Linked DNA regions of Rattus norvegicus: region 1 is linked to region 2. A link is a contact called in public Hi-C data. All regions are on one chromosome and are shown on one strand. Each heading gives the region's core, a stretch centred on a gene start, on an enhancer-like site or on the middle of the called end of the contact. The rest is flanking DNA. Distances are from core to core; before and after follow the strand shown.

Region 1 (6,543 bases), core at 1,118-3,617, 220 kb after region 2:
CTTTGTGGGGTCAAATGACCCTTTCACAGAGGTCACAGATCAGATATCCTGCATACCAGATATTTACAATATGATTTTTAACAGTAGCAAAATTATAGTTATGAAGTAGCAACAAAAAAATGTTATGTTTGGGGATCACCACAGTAGGAGGAACTGCATTAAAGAGTCGAAGCATTAGGGAGTCTTTCATTGAGACTCTGTTCCCAAGTGAGACTAAATTGTGCCAAAGTAACAGTTAAAACTAACCATCAAGTCTTTGCTGTAGTGGATCAAGTGGACAGCGTATGCTAATCCTCATCAGGATAATCTTTGAATCTCCTGAACTATGTATTAATGCCTAAAAGAAATAGTGAGGGTTTGAGGGTTTTCTTTTTCTCTAAAATCCATTTATTTGGGTATGATAAGATCTCCATCACACTTGTTCATTTAAAAAATTAATGGGAGGAAAAAAATTAATTCTATCTACATTTTCTCTCTTTCAGGCCAAGCAAGCAATTCTTGAAATGGATGCCATCCGTAAGTTTGTTGTTGTTGTTATTGTTGTTGTTGTTGTTGTATTTTGTGTTGTGTTGTGTTGTTGTTTCCTTAGTATTCTTTGAGATACTGTTGTTCATTTGTGACCATTTCAAAGCCCGTACATTGTCATTTATAAGACACTAGCAGCAGTTCACCCTGCCTTAGCAGCTGGAGCAGACATGACCATCCCTTCCTAAGATACTCATTTGTTTCTGCTCTGAGTCTCTGGTTTATCTGTGGGGCACTGGATGGCTAGCCACACTTCTGGTTTCTGTAGATCCTAACACTGTCAGAGCTGCCTCCACAAAGGGCTCAGCTTTACAACATACAGTTCATTTATCCTTTTATCCACTCCTTAAAAAAAACAAAAGTCCCTTTTGATTATTTACAAGAACAGCGAAACATTTGTAATGTAGCACCAAATTCTGAAAATTCCAGCCACCCTGTACAGTCACTACCCTTCACTTGCTCCTGTGGTTCTCTTGGCAGACCATCCAGGCTTCTGTTACGATCCTAAGGGAGAGGTGAAGACACCATGTGGTTCAGCACCACATCGGCTGAGGCGGAAGTCAGGTAAGCAGGATGTTATCATCAAACTGTAATGCCAAGAGGAACAGGAAGTGAGTACTTTCTAACCGATAGGCATTTTCTGGCTGCTTGTTGTGTGAATACAACCGAGGCTACCATTAAAAAGATAAACAAAACAAAACCAAAACAAAAAACCTCTCTAGCTTTTCTTTAAAACTCCTCTCTACTTAATTTTCTCCTAGTGAATATAAAATATGTCAACCAGCCGGGTGTGATGACTCTGTCTTTTGTCCCAAGCAGAGGCAGGCAGATCTCAATGAATTGGATGCCAGTCTGATGCTATATAGTAAGTTCTGGGCCAAACAGAGCTCCACAGTGAGACTCTGTCACAGGCAGACAGCTGCTTTATATGACACCTTGCCAATGACAAATACCCCCTTAAGGCCTGTTTGCAGTTGCTTGTGGAAAGTATACCTTGTGATTGACACATACAGCATCTTCAAGCTTACTATTCTGATATGTGTTTGCTAAGTCAGATGTCATGTCACATGTCGTATTCTCTTAACTCTCAGATTTTGGTTTTATATGATGCTTACCAAGTCCATTTTCCCCTTTACTATTCTAGGGTAGATAATGCCTAAGATTTCTGCTTTTAAGGCCCTTTGTGAAGGAGACCAAAAAAAAAAAATTAAGGAGTAAACAACAGTCTCTTTGATAAAGCTTTGGCACGTGTGGATAGAAAAGAGAGTGGAAAGATAGAAGAGAGAGATTCCAGGAAGAAGAAAGATTTCACAGAGCCAAAGGCTGGTAAATACCCTTGACAGAATGTGAGGCCAAGGCAGGTAGAGCTGAGATCATCCAAGCACAGCCCTGGGACCTGAACCAGCAGCCCTTGGGACAGACAGGATACGCCAGCAGTTCTGCCTGGCTGGAGTGAGGGAAGGAGCTGAGGTGGAAGAAGATGAGGCACAGTAGAAAGATGAGGAGGGAAGGCTGCAGATAGGAGTCTGACCATGAAGACTCAGCAGGCCGTGCATGAGTGAAGACAGCAACTTGATGGAGACCAGCAGCCCTGCTGGTCAGAAGTGACAAAGGCCTGGAAGCAGAACAGTGACTTGCATCAGGTTTAGGGATGCGGAGTGGTAACTTTTAGTGAGCTAGTGCATCCATTGGGGGAAACCAGAGAAGTTGAGAATGGCATCACGGTCACTAGCTTGATAAACTGGCAGCAAATAGAGGTGAAAGTTCAAGAGGAAGAAGTGAGCTCTGACTGGGAGGAGCAAGCTGGCATAGCCAAGGCATGAGTAAGCTGTGCAGCCTAGAACATAACACCCAGTTACCAGCTCAGAAGCTGCAGTGGGACGGAGTCCTTCCAGAGGGTGGTGAATTGGTACAGTAGCACCTGCTCTTCCCTTCTGACTCCTGACCCTTTAGAGTTTATCCAGCCATTTCAGCAGGGTGAATGGCTGGTACCTGAGTATCCCTGACCACTGAGAATTTTGATAAATTCAACAGAGCTTTAATACAGCTCAGGGCTGTGGATGTTGCTCCATTGATAGTGTGCTTGCCTAATATGCACGAAGCCCCGGGTTCCTTCCCCAGCTCCACATAGGTGGGGCTCATGCCTGCAATCTTCAGGTCTGTAATCTCTGTACTGGGGAAATGGAGGCAGGAGCGTTGGGAGTTCAAGGTCATCCTCAGCTTCTTAGCAAGTTCAAGACCAGCCTGAGATGCATGAGATCTGTCTAAAACAAAAGGAAACTGTCTAGAACTCTTAAAACATCAATAAGATACTAATTTATTTATGAGGGGAAATATTGATTTGCAAATGATGGTGGCTTTGCTCTCTCCTCAGAGCCTTCCTCTCGATCACACAAAGTGTTGAAGACCAGTGGTAAGTCCAAAAATAGTTACATTTTTCACTCTCATTAATTCTGAGTCAAACGTAACAGAAGAAAATTGTGCGTTAGGTGCACTGTAGATTGGTGAATTTGTTAGCCCGACTGCAGGAAGATTAGCTATGTCTGTAAACAAAAGAGTCTTTGCAAACAGTCAATTGATGCAATCTGATCTGACAGACATAATTACCATCTATCAGAAAAACAGAAATACTATCAACAAAAACAAGAGGGAAAAACCCCTTAAATGTATATATCTAATATATATGCTATATATGTCTAAGCACATACACATGCTCCAGCTTCACAGAAGAAACAAAGCACCAATAAAATTTAAAATTTGAAACATCATCTGCATCCATAATTAGAAAAAACATTCATTTAAATGAGAGAAATAGGGGCTGGGGATTTAGCTCAGTGGTAGAGCGCTTACCTAGGAAGCGCAAGGCCCTGGGTTCAGTCCCCAGCTCCGGAAAAAAAAGAACCACAAAAAAATAAATAAATAAATAAATAAATAAATAAATAAATAAATAAATGAGAGAAATAGAGGCAAGGAAGCTATGAATTTGACCAAAAGATACTGCAAAACTCTTGTGGAGGAGGGTAAATTTTTACAGCTTCTTCTAAGAAAATTTAGTAATTCCCATGTGTGTTCAAAGCGGGCATTTGCCTTTGACTCAATTTGACCTCTAGGCCCATATAGATGTGTCAGCAAGTATGACTAGAACCCTGCCTGGACTCTTCACAAGGCGGGAGAGTCTCACAAGGGGCTGGGCCTTGGTATGGTGGAGGCCAAGTCTCATTCCACATGCTCAGAGCACTTGGTATCACTCTTGTGTTCCTCCTGGTACAGAACAGTAACTGCAGAAACTATCACTATATGATGGTCATCCTCAGCTTCATAACAAGTTCAAGGCCAGCCTGAGGTACACCAGACCATGGCTAAAAACAAAAGGAAATAATGTTTCTTCTTCTTTTCTATATAATTTAAACTACCTAGCTCTTTTTAATTTTATGTGCACTGGTGTTTGTCTACACCTATGTCTATGTGAGGGTGTTGGAACCCCTCAAATGGAGTTACAGACTACGAATTGCCATGTGGGTGGTGGGAATTGACCCTGGATCCTCTGGGAAAGTAACCAATGCTCTGAACCATTGAGCCATCTCTCCAATCCCCTGTAGAGCTCTTAAGATGTGAATAAACTACTAGTTCTGTACAAGGAATACTTGACTTGGTGGGGTTTTTTGCGACATTTTAATAGCGCAGCATAAAATGTCTATCTAGTAGGAAGTGGTCTGTTTATGCACATGATAGGATGTTCTGTTGTTAAAAGTCAGTCTCTATCTACTACCAAATGCCTATAGATTTAGCAGAAAATATATTGAGGTGTATTGCATCTTTATTTAAAAATAAACAGAGCAACTGTGCCTTGCAACAAGCTGGAGAGAGTAGTTGTGGGATCCAGAAAGATGAGCTGAACTGTCCCACTATAGAGATGGTTCTCAACCTGTGGGTCATGACTGTCTTGGTGCCCTTCTATCTCCAAAGATATCTCCAGTATGACTTACAACACTTAAAAAATTACAGTCATGAAGTAGCAGTGAGAATAATGCCATAGAGGGTATGGGGGTCATCACCACAATATGGGGAACTGTATCAGAGTCACAACATTAGAAAGGTTGTGAACCTCTGCTCTAGGAGGAGGAATTTGTGGGGAAAGAAGTCCTTTTTATAAGCTTGCATAACTAAACAACTCTTAAAGGTGAAATTTGTATCATCGGGGTATCTATAAAATACAGGCATGAATCCCTCTCAATGACACGGCTAAGGAGACCTGTGGATAAAGACTTCATCTTCATTTAAAACCCCCAAATGTCTAAAAACCAACAGAAGCCTCCTTGCATCTACAGGGGACTCCCATGGCCTATGGCATGGGTTTTCTTTTCTATGTTTTTGTTGGGAAGTTTAGGGACCTATTTCCCATGAGCTGTTGCCCTCGGGGATGCAGGAGACAGCTTTGGCTCTCAATGTAAAGTGACCCTGCAGTGGGAAAGGATGTAGAACATACATGAGGGACCCAAAAGGCTCAACGCTCTTAAGGCTCAATTAGTAGCAATACATATACAAGCCATGTAAGAATATGAGTGCTTACCTATGTATGGGATAAACTTTAAATTCTCAAACTTAAAACATTTGTATTTACTTTTCAGAAACCGCACAAGATATCCAGAAGGTAAGCACAGCCACATTTCTCCTGAAGGGTTCGCTGTGGGCGCCTTTCACCTTAGCGTCTATCCTTATTGGTCAGGCCCAGCCTAAAGTGTCAACATTTACTTTCCATTTTGACCTTCTTATTCAATTTGCATGTTTATCCTTGATTTAAGGGAAAACTAATTCTTTTCAACTTATTCCCTCCCTGTCGCACCTCTTTCAATTCAGGCATTTCTACCCATCTATCCCTACGGCTCACCTCTCTCCTTAGAAGCTGTGCCTACCCTTAGGAAGTAACCCTTGGGTAAAGCTAGTGTGATTGGTCTATTACCTCTGTTCATGTTAAAGCCAGCTCCTGACCTCCTAGGTATAGCTCCCTTCCCAAAGCACTGGCTCAGGTGACCTTTTGAATATGGTCCTAAGGCAGGTTCAATAGCGCCCAAAGTCCCTGCTACTTGGGAAACAGAGGCAAGAAGAGTACATGAATTCAGGAGTTTAAGATCAGCCTGGGCAACATACTGAAACTCATCTCAAAAAAAAGAAAAAAACCAAAAAACAAATATATATATTTATATTCCTTCTGCTGATATAGCAAGTATGATGCGTAGAATACAATGAACCTTTGCTACGCCAAGTTGTATCAGTCAGGGCTTGTATTCCTCTGACAAAAGATTAGGAGGTGGGAAACATTCCCTAGTAGAGCTGCGCTTGCAACCTAGCACGTCGGAAGTGCTGAGTTAAAATCTTACCAGAAGAGCTGGAGCAATGGCTCAGAGGTTAAGAGCACTGGCTGGTCTTCCAAAGGTCCTGAGTTCAATTCCCAACAACCACATGGTGGCTCATGACCATCTGTAATGAGATCTGGTGCCCTCTTCTGGCAAACAGGCATACATGCGGGTAGAATATTGTATACATAATAAATATAAATCTTAAAAAAAATCTCACCACTAAAGAAAAAGAAAATAGTTTAGTCCTATTGAAAGCTATGTGCCCAGATTTATCACTTGGAAAGAGGAGCTGTGAGTATCCTGACTTGAGTGGCCACTGATGAGCTGTCTTAATGAACAGACAGTTCCTAGGGTATTTATTGTAGTTTCTTATGTAAAAGCTAAGGATCTGTCCTTCTTATCCAAGAGGGCATGGGCCTGGCAATCTCTCCTCCAAATCCCTTTTACATTATGGTTTAGTCCAAGGACAGAATGAGCTTGTTTATAAAGGCTGTTGAGGGGATTGTGGAGGGTGGCTGTTTTCTCATTTTAAAACCCTAGCACTTGGGAATCAGAGGCAGGAGCATATCAGTGAGTTGAAGTGAAGTCTGGCCTACAAAGTGAGTTCCAGGCTAGCCAGGACTACACATTGAGACCCTGTCTCAAAAAGCAAAAGCAAAAA
Region 2 (6,546 bases), core at 982-3,481:
TTTATGTGTATGTGTGTGCAAGATTCCTGAGATGGCCAGGAGAAGGTAATGGGTCTCCCGGAGCTCGAATAATAGGTGTTTGTAAGCTGCCTGGTGTAAGTACTAGGGAGTGAATTTGGGTCATCTGTAAGAACAGGAAACACATTAAACTGCTGAGACATCTCTCTTGCCCCCACTCCCTACTTTTCACCTTATACTTAACAGCAGCTTGTTAGACCATGTGTCCATCATCTGGATACTAAGTAGAACTCAGCTTCATAAAATAATTGTACACGTTACCCTAAGACAGTGCTTCTCAACCTTCCTAAAGCTACAGCCCTTTAATATACTTTCTCATGGCTACCCCCAGTCATAAAATTATTTTGTTGCTAACTTCATCATTGTAACCATGCTATTGTTATGAATCGAAATCTAATATCTGATATTTGGGATATCTGATATGCGATACCACCCCCCCCAAAAGGTTGGCAGCCCAGAGGTTTAGAACCACTGCTCTAGGAGAAAGCAATATACAGAAGCAGCATATGTTTTATTTAAATGGCCTACCCTCGTCACAATCATTTTTCACATAATAATAATAATAATAATAATAATAATAATAATAATTGTTCCAGAATAAGAATAAATATACTGAAAGATGAGCCTGAGATATTACAAAGTCTATACTGATGAACAAAAACACCCAGGTACCTCGAAAAAATGGTTTAATGAACAAGTATGTCTAATGATCTTTCCTACATATTGCAGAGGAAAAATAATCTAGTAAACATACCCCCAATTCAACAAGATAAAACATCCTTTTTCACAAGATTTCATTTCCTCCAGACTTTATCGGATTGTATAAAGGTTACCTGTGGGCTGGAAAGCCTCTGGCTGTGTGTGGTTGAACCGGTGTGCATTACATTTCTGTTTTATGTCCTATGTCCTCCTCTGAGACCATGTCATATGTCATTATCTATCACTTAGGTCCTGGGATAGAGCACATAAGATATAATTATCAAATAATGCACTCTATGCAAAGCATTTTTGTTCATGCTTTAGCCCTGAAAATAGGCTTCTGGGCAAATAATAGATTCAGAAATGACGCTGTCTTTTGCTGGACAGACACAGACAATAAGCCACTGAAAGGCTACAGACACCTTTAGCAGGAGGCACCTCTCCCTAACGTACAAGTCTCTATTCACCACCACCCCCAACCCATATCCTCTCCTATAGCCTTTAAAGAATTGCAAAGAGCTGTGGTTCTGACTTCAGAGGGAAGGCAACTGATTTAGGGGAGAATGATTGCTTTGGGGAGGCAGTGCTTGGCCCCCCTGACTGAAAGAACAGTGGCCCATTCACTGAGCTGATCCTAGAAGGACTCAAAAATCAGCCACTGAGATTTAGGGCCAGTTGATAGATTTAAGGGTTGCTGGCTCTTTGTTGAAATTCATACTAATACAGAAAGGGGCTCTATAAAAACTCACTGTGACATACAGAGATCCACAAGGGATCACAATGCAATGATTATTATAGTCACACCACTAAAGAAGTAAGTAGTGTGTTTCCTTTTGTCGGGTTTCTGTATTCTTCAAAGGAAGTAAGTGGACTTTGGCAGAATTTATCCATAAAATCTGCAGAATAAACTCAACTCCAGCAATTAGATTTAAGCCTCTTTTCTTCTTACCCACTATTGCTACCAAAAAGTTGCTATTACTGCCAAGACTCTGTGTGTGTGTGTGTGTGTGTGTGTGTGTGTGTGTGTGTGCACATGTGTGCAGAAATAAACACACTAGGACTGAATTGAATTCCAGAGAATTCTCCTTTTCTTCAGAATCTTAGTATATACCTAGAAATAATACACTCCAGCCAGTAGAGAGGCAATGTAGTAGCATGGAACTCTGGGTTTACTCCTTTATTTAATAGACCTGGAGTGGTGCTGGGAGAACTAACTGGGTTCCCCAGTCACAAAACCCAGTGGGAGAAGGCAGGAAATGTGCCCTCATATTTGCCTTATTTAACTTAAAATTCAATTGCCTATCGAGCTATGATTGATGAGGAAACACAAATGGAAAGAGGGTGGGTGACATTGTCAAGGTCACTTTGAGCACCGTGGTAGAAATCTACAAATGCTCTGAAGAGTCCATGACCTCATCCTCAGAGCTTGTGAGTATGATATCACTCTATGACTTTGTTATGATGTGTGGCCCTGCTGAACTTCAGATAAAGAGATTATTCACAATGCCCAACTCCATGACAGAAGTCCTTAAAAACAGAAAACTCTCTGTCACTGGAAGAAGTTGGAGAGTACCAGCTCTACCATGTTCGGCTTTAAAGGAGAGTGGAGCCTTTAAGAGCTGAGAGTGACCCTATTTTAGGAACTCTTTCACTGGGGAGATACAATCAAACATTTATGCCCTCCTTATACATGCCAACGACAAACCAAAGGACAATTCCTCCAAAGTCCAACTTAGAGAAGCTGGGAATGTTGGGGGCTTACAGAGTATAGATGAGGGGCTATTTACAGGAGTAGGGTGACTCCAGCATGGAAAGCAACTTTCTCACAGCTCTATAGATGGAAACTCTCCTTCGATTCATTCCATAGACCAGGTACTCAGGCACCTCCTGAGATTGAGAGTTCCTGAGACATCAGGTCAGTATCCAGTGACCTTCCCCAGAACTGCCTTAGATGCCCATGGTTTGGCAAACCATGCTCTCTGATTGTTGTTGGGTGTATGGTTTTGTTATAAGTGTCTCATATCACACTTCCCAGTGTTTTAGAACATAGTCGTTTACAATCATATAAATTTTATTATTTTTATTATTATTGTCATTAATGAATGTGCATAAATATGTTTGCAGTTATATCTGTGCTATACATGCATGAGATCCCCTTGTACAGGAGTTATAAAAAGTTGTCAGTCCTTGCATGCATGCTGGGAATCAAATCCTGGTCCTCTGGAAGAGCACCAAGTGATCTTAGCCACTGAGCCATCTCTCTAGCCCCATGTTCCTTATCTCAAATTGCTCTTCATAACCACCCTGCCAAGGGGATTCGACAGGATAGTTATCTACACTCTCCAAATGAAAAGTTAAAGAGTTAAGTACTTAACCTTTTTTTAAAAAGAGTCACCCAATTTGTAAGAGAACAGGTGCCAGCCCTGACTTTTATCTAAGCATGGTCTCTCTGTAGTGATCGAGAAACTAGAAGTTGTCAAGATGGAGCACCGTGCAGTGGGTCATAGAGCCATTAGTCTGGTGACTCCACTTTCTACAGCACACTGACCTGGAACTCTGTCTGAATCACCTCACTTTGGCTGCTCAGCCTGTGTTACCAAGTACTCTAACCAAGCACCCACAGCCTCCTTCCCAGCAAGAGCCTCTAACCCAGGCCCTCCTGCAAGGGTCCCCATGGCTGCTCCCACTGCTTCACAGCAGTGCAGATACCACAGACACACTCTGGCTCTCCCTTTCTCCTTTGCCATGTTAACTTATCCTTGACATCCCTCCATCAAAGTGGAGTTTCAAGGGTAATTTCCCGCCACAGTGCTAGGTTAATTTTCGGTAGATTGTCTCATCTCCTCCTTTACTCTCTCCAGTTACTAATTTATAATGACTCAGACATTACCTCACGAAGGTCTGCTTCCTCCACTAAGAGGAGACTCTATAAGGATAGGAACAGTGCTCCTTTGCCTCATACTGTGTCACCTGTGCCTCAAGTGGACCTGGCTCAGAGGCGGGACTCAGCAAATGTCGGATCATTAATGGGAGGCCTCCTGCTGTTGCTTTTGAGGCAATCTAGCTGTCTCTCAGGTAGGCAAGGGATGGGTTTTTCAAGTAGCCCAGCCTGTGTGGGTTCCCCTGGCAACTCTAAATGACGCACCTCATCCCTCTGCTTCCATTATCACCACATCAAGTCCAAGACATGACCAAAGCACCTTTTCAGTGAAAATGTGTCATTGCCAGCCACTCAAAAGCCCTCCGAGATCCGGGCTGGAAAGTACCATTTTCCACCATCACACGAGATCCACTTCTCACTTGATGGGCTGCATGAACAATATTCCTTACCTCCTCACACAGAGAACCCTGTCCACAGATCTGCTCCTAGGTGGCCGCTGCAACCAAGTCAGCCAAGAGAAGCCACTGCTCCCAAGATGCCTCACTCCTTCTCACAGCAGAATTCAGTCAGCAAAAACAAACAAACAAACAAACAAACAAACAAAAACACCCCATCCTACTCGCTGCCATTAAGCAATTTGTTACTTTGTATGCTAATTTAAAAAGTAAGTTAATTAAAATGTCTTTGTAATTGGGAACCAATTAAGATAAATTCTCAGAAGGCCACAAACTAGTCATCTGGAACAGACACTTCTCTGATTTTATCTTCTGTTTTTCTACCTCATTCTTTTCTTCTCTCTTTTTATTTTATTTCGTTTTGTTTTACCTCCTAGGAAAGAGTTCATTAAAGAAAGGGGTTGAAAAGCTGCACTAGATGCTCTGGGTGTTCCTGGATTTGCACTCAAGCTCAGCCCAACAGGGTAAGATACTAGATAGCAAAATCACCAGGTGTAGACGACCTGCTTCTGCAGAAAACAGATATGAAGCGGATGCTTCCTTTAATCCTGCCTAAGCTGATTTATCCCCTAAACATTTGCCAGTTAGCCGGCAGTCTGGTATAAAACACTTTCGCAGAAAGGCTTTAACTAGCAAATCCGTCAATGAATCACTTTGGTTTTATGAATAGCTACCTTCAATTACATAAATTGTGTTTGCTGAGCCTTTGCAGAAAGCACAAATGCATGTACTCACAAGTCTCACCATTAGGAAATTAACTAGGTCTCACCTGCCTCCCTGTAGAGTTGCCAATAGTCACACGGGGAAAGCACATGAAGCTGAGTCCCGTCACCCTTGCTGCCAGCACAAGAGAAGATGGGGAGCCATTGTAGGGTTTGGGCATTCTGGTGGTATTCAGAGAAACCCTGCTATGTCTCTTTGGAAATGGAGCATCTCTTGGAAAGAGGATTCATTTCATAGAACTCAGGAAAGCCCACTGCACCCTCAAGCACAGAAATGTGTGTGAGATGCTCAGAGAGGCTTCTTCTACACCAGTAGGTTTGGTTTGACGTTTGGGTGAGAGAGAAGAAATTGATAATAAAAGGCACTGTGGCCAGACACCTGCTAGATTAATCGACTTTGATTCTAAGGCTGATGGGTTTGAACTTTGTTCAACACTAGGAAGTCCCAGAAATGTGCGCAAAGGGTAGCTAATTCATGAGGGCCACCTACACAAGAGCATGTAGGTATACGTTACCTTTTTAGCACTCTCTGAGTTGACAGTGAGTTTCCCTAGGTTCCAGTCACCTTGGTTAACCAATCCTGGTGGGCCTTCTAAATGTACAACATTGTGAAGCCATCAGAGAAGAAACCCATGGAAAGTTGATGCTGTTGCTTTATGGGCGGGCTCTTCAGATATAGTTTAAGCATCAGTGAATACACACATGGAACAATGTTGCATAATAGACAGGCCAGTGAGGCTTTGCACCTTCATTATAAGAAATTTGTGAAACAAATAACTTAGGGGTTGTGACCTCTTAAAGGTGATATCTTTGTCCCTGATCTATAAAATTCAGTTTTCCATCTGAGTTTGGATAACACGTACCTATCCATTTGAGTCATGTTTCACACTAATTGGCAATGGGGAGATTATTTCCTTGCAACAGAGTTAAAAGGGTTATAATTTAGAGAATTAATTCCCAATCAAGTCTGCATTTCCCCCAAAGGTGTGAGAGTCTTTCCCCAATGGTGATTTTAAAACTCAGCCACATTTTTCCACTTATGCCTGAGCAAGTCTGAACAATGTTGCCATTTAATTAGGCTATTCTCTTCCAATGCACACCCTGATAAACCACCTGCCTGGCTCCATGTGACTGGCCAGGAATAGCTTCCTTTCTGGCCAGAACAACATTAACTGTTGTACACTTTACAACATAAAAGGGCTATGGCCAGAGTTTCCAATGGGGACAGAGGATGTGAAGGTAGCAGGCCACTTGGCCAGTTTCCTGACAATGGAGAAGTCCATGGATTCCCTCTTTCCTCCCTGGATCCTAGTCTCCAAGTCTTTGTATCACAAATTGGATTTGCTCTGAACCATATGGACTCATATGTGTGTTATTCGCTATGCAATCATAGCTGGAACCACAAGGCTGGAATAAAAGAAATGGAATGAAAGGAAAGCATTGCAGACTTGAAGAGGTGTGGGTGAGAAGGGATTTCACCTTAGGGATTATAGTTTGAATTATGTGGGTTACAGATGTGCTCGCAAGTTCCGTTAATCACTATCGAGATTATCTTCTCATTCTTTTTATTCTTTCTTTCTTTAAAATTGGCAGAATAGTTTTAAAAGACATTTCTGTCCTCGAAAATTGAAAGGATCCATGTCCTAAAGGAAACAGGAGATCAAACATCTTGCTAGGAATGTGGCAATCAGCTCAGGCAAGTATTGGGTTGCTGGAAATTGATCGTGTGCTTGGATTCTTCAGGACCTGAGTCTTTCTGTAATTTCAGGGG

Evidence for each region. A called contact is a pair of places that touch in the nucleus more often than the background predicts.
Region 1: a contact with region 2 is called in a Hi-C map of Schwann cells, with 4 times the contacts expected there. The contact joins two enhancer-like sites. A contact is called at or near these places in 9 of 12 Hi-C or Micro-C datasets (the A7r5 cell line, the Rat2 cell line, Schwann cells and 5 more) and 1 of 1 datasets of contacts at active chromatin or transcription factors (oligodendrocytes).

Annotation. Positions count from the first base shown.
Region 1 is chr1:42,821,599-42,828,141 of GRCr8, forward strand. It overlaps Plekhg1 (pleckstrin homology and RhoGEF domain containing G1), which reads left to right. Exons shown (of 15, transcript NM_001190999.1): 10 at 483-516; 11 at 1,006-1,089; 12 at 2,900-2,938; 13 at 5,154-5,176. Among named protein-coding and RNA genes, the nearest start is that of Mthfd1l, 25 kb to the right of the region's middle. Within about 2 kb of position 2,368, at least 3 of the 93 cell types and tissues checked have an H3K27ac peak or open chromatin away from gene starts, as enhancers often do. A contact at or near this core is called in Schwann cells, where this site is marked.
Region 2 is chr1:42,598,495-42,605,040 of GRCr8, forward strand. No RefSeq gene overlaps it. Among named protein-coding and RNA genes, the nearest start is that of Plekhg1, 150 kb to the right of the region's middle. Within about 2 kb of position 2,232, at least 2 of the 93 cell types and tissues checked have an H3K27ac peak or open chromatin away from gene starts, as enhancers often do. A contact at or near this core is called in Schwann cells, where this site is marked.